Regions from separate parts of the Mus musculus genome. Here region 2 is linked to region 1. Evidence: chromatin contacts called from public targeted proximity ligation data. All regions are on one chromosome and are shown on one strand. The core of a region is the stretch at or near the end of the contact, and the rest is flanking DNA. Distances in the headings are between cores, read along the strand shown.

Region 1 (3,299 bases), core at 795-3,294:
TCTCCACCTTTTCATGACTTGTTAACTTCCTTCTATTGATAATAGTATCCCATTTTCTGACCACGTCTTTCTAGACCAGTCAATTGTTGTAGCTTGCAGGATTCATAGTTGGGCACGTTTGGACTACTTTTCCTCCCTAGTAGCTCGGATAGAGCCTTCCAGCACTGTGAAAGCTAGCATGTAGGATGGATGGACCTTCCAGGTCAACACCAGCTTGATTTTGCAATGTTCTATGACTTAAGCATGTGGTGTGTTAGTAATAAGGCCTCACTACCAAGTTCTGGATGATAAACTAGAGCACTGGGGATAGCCAGTAGATATAATATTCGAGAGTCTCAGGGGGCCTCACTGGCTATTCTGGCCAATTTTATGTCAACTTGACACAAACCAGAGTCATATGGAAAGATGGGCCATCAATGGAAAAATTTCACCCACCAGAGTGGCCTGTGGGCAAGCCTGTGGTACATTTTCATGACTGATGGTGGATGTGGAAAGCTCCAGTTAGCTCACTATGGGTGCTGCCTCCCCTGGGCTGGTGGTACTGGGAGCTATAAGAAAGGCAGAGAGCAAGAGGTGGAGAGCAAGCCACTAAGGAGCATTCTTCTATAGCCACCACATCAGCCTCTGCCAAGTTCCTGCCCTGCTTGAGTTCCCACCCTGATTGCCTTTCATGAAGGACTATGATGTGAAAGTATAAAAGAAATTAACTTGTGACGCCAAGTTGCTTATCATGGTCATAGTGTTTTATCCCATCAATAGAAACCCTAACTAAGACACTCACTAGTCAGCAAGTCCAAAAGAAGTAAAGAACACTTGGCACATGGCATTTTATTTGTTAGCTTCCAGTGCCTAGTTGAGGCATTGATTTTATAGGGTAATTCTGTCTTCATTGTTTTTGTGTATGGGTGGGTATATGCCAGTTGAATTCAGGTATGTGAAGCTCTGCCAGCTCTTCACTAACAACAAACAAGATCGATTTGACATGTTTTGCTCACTTTTACAAGTCCTGAGTTATCTAAATGTTGTTTCAGGGCTCCAGAGGAGCAAAGACAAATACTGGAAAAGCCCATGCTTCCCTTCCCTGCCCGGGAAAGACCAGCTCCCCTCCTTTCACCCTTCCACGACCTTGACCTTCACGCTTTGAAGTCTAGGGCCAGCCTTCCTCCAGAGGAAAAGACAACACTGCTGTTGATGATAGTCTCCTCCTCTCTAGGGGATAAGGGGGTTAGTGAGAAAAGGGAAGGGCAAGGCTGGAAATAAGACCTCAGAAACAGTGGCTATGGCCGCGGTGGTGGTGGTGATGGTGGTTAGAACTGCTTAATTCAGAATCTTCCTGCAGAGCCATCTGAATGCTAGATCATTTCAGACTCAACCTACATTTAAGACAAAGGTTATGTTGGGCCTTTTTTTTGGGGGGGGGAGCCCTTCATTCTTATGGATCCCAATTTCAGACCATTTCCACAGTCTCTTAGCTTCCTGCTCTCTCTGTTGTATGTAACAATACTTGGTGAGAGAATGAGCAGAGAGCCTTAGAAAGCTTTGTTGCATGTCCAAGAGCATAGCTCTTTGACATCTGTGAGTCTGCCTTCCTTAAGTAAAATTGGATCAGTAAACTTGATCACCGTGTGTTCTTGATCTGTTGTTAGATGTCTGTCAGGACGTCAGCAAGAAACAGAGCTTCGGTTTCATCCCCTAGACACTGCTGTAAGCCCGAAGTCTACAGAACACAGTCCAGAGATAACTCTGTGTGCCAAGAGGACCAGCGGATTGCATATTAGTATTAATTGTTCTAACAACAGAATATTTAGGCCCATTAGCCTGCAATTGTGAGAAATCTCCTGGTTTTGTGATTCCTTGGCCTTTGGATGTTTCTGTTAAACTCTTTCATTTCTAGTTACTTCGATTTTGAGAATTCCAGCCCTGAGCCTTTAGAACATGGAGTGAAAAGGATAGATAAAAGGCAACGCCCAGTATTAAGCAGTAGTAAGTAGGGGTCTGTGATGAACTGTCTTGGTATTTTACCGCTGGAATGCTGCTTTGTGTGTCTGGCTAATCTCCTTCAGTATTTAGCATCAAAATGGAAAGAACTGGAACTATGCAAATTGGTGGTTTGTATCTTGTTTACAAGAGTATCCACCAGTCGTCCCTCCTTAGACTATCTCTGAAGGGAACTGGAAAGCTCTAGCCTGGATGTTGGTCACGAGAGGACTGCTTCCTTTGTGACTTCTCTCTGGAAAGTTTGAGGTAACTGAGATGACAATCTGAACCATCTGAGAACGATCACCTCAGCCTGGAGCCTTTCTCAGGCAGCCCCGCCTCCTTCCCCTGCCCTCCTTGTTTCTGCACCAACTCTCACGGTATAGAGCTTGCTGTGTAGAGCCCTCTGGATCTACACGGTAGGGTTAAAGGTGGTGTTTCCTTTCTCCATAAATCAGGGGTGGGAGGTATGGATAGTCCCCAAACAAGCAAACTAACAACAACAAGAAAAAAAAAAATTACATCTATTTGTTTGCAGGAACCTTACCCACTGAGCTATCTTCCCAGCCCTGCTTACTTTTTGAGACAGGGCTTCACTCTGGTACAGGCTGGCCTGGATGTTACTGTGTGTGTAGCCCAGGGTGGTCTCACACTCCGGGCAGCCCTGTCTTAGCCTCGGAATGCTATCTAGCCTTGCAGGTGTGAGCTAGTGTACTTGAGAGAGGTTTTCTGTTACACTCATCAAGTCCCGGGAGACTCTGAGATGCTTTTCCACGGTAGGACATTTACAGGAAAGAGACTGATTTCCTCCCCTGCTCGGAATGATACGGTATGGCCGCAGTTTTCACACGTTATAAATGTTCTATAAACATTCAGTGCAGTGAATGGAAACAGCAGTGTAAATTAGAATGTGAAGGGCCCCATAAATGGTGCAGTTGTTCAAGGTATGTGTGTGAACCTGGGCGTGCAGGTGTGTTTTCATGTGTGTATGTGAAGGCCAGAGGTCAATGCTGGGTGTGTTCCTCAGTTGCGCTCCACTTTATTTATTGAGACAGGGTCTCTCACCAAACTTGGAGCTCCCTGCTTTGGCTACACTGTCTGGCCAGTTAGCTCCAGGGATTTGTGTGTCTCTTCCTCTCTGGTACTGTCCTGAGACTGGAGAAACAAGCCACCACACCCAGCTGTTTTACATGAGTGCTAGGAATGAACCTAGATTCTCAAGTTTTCATGGCAGGAACTCTGCTGACTGAGCCATGAATCTAGCCCCGATATTTTCCTCCTCATTTTGCCACTTGATGGGCATGTAGACTGACTCCCTAACG
Region 2 (3,690 bases), core at 327-2,826, 100 kb before region 1:
CAACAGGTCTAGCCAACTGTGTCTAAGCAAGGACTGGATGGTGTGGTGTCTGCTTACTGAACGCTCGCTCCCCTTGGCCAGTCAGTCTCTCTCATCACCTGTGCACATAAAGCTAGGGTGCCTGCAGTTACATCCAATACTTCTGCTTAAGAAACCAGTAACTTTCACCTAAAAACAGTGAGTGTAGTATTGAAAGATAATCTCCCTGAACGCCTTTAATCTCAGCACTCGAAAGGCAAGAGGAAATGTGGATCTCTGGGTTCGAGGCCAGCCTGGTCCAGGACAGCCAGGGCTACACGAAGAGAAAATTTCCGTTATCTTATCAACTTTGTTATAAAATAACTAGAAAAGGACACTGAGCAGACGCATGCCAAGGTGGCTGAGTTTGGCGAGCTCTAAGAATCACCCTTGCTTCTTCACCTCATGCTCCACCAACTTATGCAAGAACTGCTTTAAAGAAGGCTCTTGAGTCCCTAAGTCGGGCCAATGCTGTGCGATACATATATAGTATGGGTTATAACTCACTCGAAGGCCGGGCAGTGGTGGCCCACGCCTTTAATCCCAGCACTTGGGAGGCAGTGGCAGGCGGATTTCTGAGTTCAAGGCCAGCCTGGTCTACAGAGTGAGTTCCAGGACAGCCAGGGCTACACATAGATAAACCCTGTCTGAAAAAGCAAAACACTCACTTTAAGTTTTCTAGTCACGTGTCTAAAAATAAAATTAACAAACAGTACACCCAATATGCGGCAAGTTGCTTCGTGTGTAACACAGTTCAGAACCCGACCCTTTATCTTAAAACATATTTGGCGCTCCTACTCTTCTTACACTTAAAACACATAAGTTTGGTCAAGTTATATTTCTAGTGTATTCTGTCTGATCACATGGCTAGCGGCTACCAAAACAAAGCAGCGGAGAGGACAGTGAGTCCAACAATCCATTCTCACAGCACTGAACATTAGGAGTTAACAGGTCCTCTGATGAATGCTACTGGAAAGCATGCTAGAAGTTCTACAGCATTCCCCATCAAATTAAACGCCTCTCTCCCGTTGGTCACTGAGCTGACCCTCTAGGGTCCAGCCCGTCTGGCCCACTCGATGGCCCGACTTCCGCGGCCTGGCACCGAGCTCCGGGCTAGTGAGTAGCGGACCTACCTGGCTGTGCACCCCGTCGGCTACCTGCGGGCTGCCCGCGCTTTCTACTCTGTCGCCGCCGCCCGCGGCCCGGGGTTCCTCCTGCTCGCCAGGAGGTGGCTCTCCGGGCTCCCGGCTACAGCCCTGCAGCTCCTGTCTGTCGTCCCCGCCGCCGCGTCGCTTGCGGGGCGCAGACGCAGGCTCCGCCATGATCCCCGCGTCCCCCTGGCGCTTGAGGGGCCGAGCCGTCCCAGACGGCGGGACCCAGAGCGGCGGCTCCTCGGGGAAGTCGCTGAGCAGGAGCCGCTTCCAAGGCACGCGGAACGTGAGCGGCTCAGCCGCACGCCGCTTGGCCATGGGCCAGGGACGAGGGTCGCGCGGGCGGCGGGCGGAGGGCGAAGGGCAGCGCAGAGCTCGGCTGTCCCGAGGGCGGACGAGACGTTGTGGGGGAGCCACCGCGCAGCGCCGGAGTTTCGAACCTGCGCCGTGATGCGCGCGCACCTGCGCCCATCCAGCACAGCCGCTGGTTGGTGGAGGCTCGCGGTTCGCGTTCCCGAGCGCCCTTGCGGCCGGAAGTGCGCCCTCTGAGGGGGCGGGGCATGGGGATGTGGATGGAAGGAGGCCGCTACCCCCTGGCGGCCTTCTTTTGACTTGCACGGTTGTTCGCATTCCCCTGTGTGTGCGCCTCTCGGTCCCCAAGCGAGGACTCGGGCAGGAGCGGCCGAAAGACTCCGCGGCCTCAGAGGTCCCAGCGGCAAGTGCGCTGGGGCCCTTTCCTCTGTGCTGCGATCCTGGGGCGGCGGAAGTGTCTGCTTAGCCCGCAGCGGCCTGCAGGTTCCAGGACCTCTCCAGTGGGTGGTGTCTTGGCAGAAAAATGTAAACCGTGGCAGAAATAAGTCCGTACTTTTTTTTTTTTTTTTTTTTTTGGTAAAAAGCAAAAAGTAACTAAAGGATAGGGTGCTTGCCTACCATGCCCAAGGCCTTAGATTCTATCCCCAGTGCTGCAAGGATAAGGAGAAAACGCAGTAACCAAACAAAACTAAGGAAAAAACAAAACAAACAAAAAGAAACCAAGCCCATCAACGCTCCGGAGAAACATTCTTTCTAGGGCATGGTAGAGCTGTTTTAGCTGATAGGTACTGTGTATGGGTGTATTTATGAATATGCGCCATGTGCATGCTTAAATATCTCTAGATGTAGTTGTAAGCCATCTACACAGAGAAACTTCCTTCCAGCACTGGGGATTGAACCTACGGCCTTGGGCATGGGAGGCAAGATCTCTATCCTTGAGTTACTTTTTGCTTTTACCGAAAGACTAAAATACTGGCTCAAACAAACCCATCACGGTTTGCATTGGTGGGAGGACAGCAAATAACCAACAAGCACAAACAGCGTTATCGGTAGTGTACAGAAAGTTCTGTTTGATCGCTCCATTTCCTGTTTGCACTTGGTAATTCTTCCACCTGGAACAAATGATAAATTCGCCATTGCCATTTTCACACTAGTGACACAGATGATTTGTTGTGCGGAGACCATGTTCCAACACAATAGAATACAACATGGGCAGGTGTGTTCCTTCTGTTCTCCAGAATCTTGCTGCCCTCCCCCCACCCCGCCCCTCATTCCTTGTGATACTTAGCATTATGTACACAAGGTAGTATAAAGCATATGCATAGCTAAAATGACCGTAACACGCAAGTGTCCCTGCCTGGCTTCAGAAGGGAAAGAGCATCTGTGTGCCTCTTCACTGTCCCGTTTCTCTTTCCTGTCCCCAAGTAGTCTTGTTTCGGACCATGAATTACTACTTCTTTGTAATTTCCCCCTCAGTCCACTCACTTATCTGTATTTCTAAGATGCTTTTTTGGATTTGCTAATATTTTAAGATATACTAAGATCTAGCTGACATACAATACGCTGCTTATTTTTAGACGTGGCATTTTGCCATACATACACATGCGCCTGCGAAGACATGAGAGTGCATCGCCTTAAAAGCTTTATCTTAAAAGTGGTTTGGAAAACCTTTAGTCCTAGCACTCGGGAGGCAGAGGCAGTCTGTGAGTTCTTGGCCAGTCTGGTCTACAGATCTAGTTCCAGGATAGTCACGGCTACACAGAGAGACCCTGTCTTGAAAAACAAAATCTATAAATGCTAAGAGCATTGTTCAAAAATGCGTTGTACAGATTTATTACAAAGTGTTTTTCTGAATGCTTTTTATAGCACCAGAGGTTGTTTATTATTATTATTATTATTATTATTATTATTATTATTATTATTATTTTGCATCCTCATCAGCAAACAATATGGCCAATGTGAAATGGTATCTCATTGTGGCCTCAATTTGCATCTCACCCAATCAGTGAAGCTGGACATGTTTTTTTGTTGTTGTTGTTTTTTTGGTTTTTTTTTTTTTTTTTTTTTTTTTTGTATTTATAGATTTTTGGTTTTGGTACAGGAATCCTTGTTAATTGTTGTAGCTTCCCCTAGCCTTGAGTAGGCTGGCTTTGACCTTGCTGCCAAAGAGTAAGAGACCACCTGGGGTGGAGCCTCCGATTTAGATGGC

Evidence for each region.
Region 2: a targeted proximity ligation map of embryonic stem cells shows a contact between it and region 1, with 15 read pairs. A contact is called at or near these places in 3 of 39 promoter capture datasets (the C10 cell line, the HPC-7 cell line and pre-B cells), 4 of 484 Hi-C or Micro-C datasets (Sertoli cells, Th1 cells and embryonic stem cells), 11 of 130 datasets of targeted methods (the 230-238 cell line, CD8 T cells, the SCID.adh cell line and 4 more) and 2 of 9 other capture datasets (adipose tissue and pancreatic islet).

Annotation. Positions count from the first base shown.
Region 1 is chr19:18,607,011-18,610,309 of GRCm38.p6, reverse strand. The region is part of intron 1 of Ostf1 (osteoclast stimulating factor 1); the gene reads left to right. Among named protein-coding and RNA genes, the nearest start is that of Ostf1, 23 kb to the left of the region's middle.
Region 2 is chr19:18,711,121-18,714,810 of GRCm38.p6, reverse strand. It overlaps D030056L22Rik (RIKEN cDNA D030056L22 gene), which reads right to left and starts at 1,576. Exons shown (of 2, transcript NM_001374130.1): 1 at 1,152-1,576. The coding sequence starts at 1,487.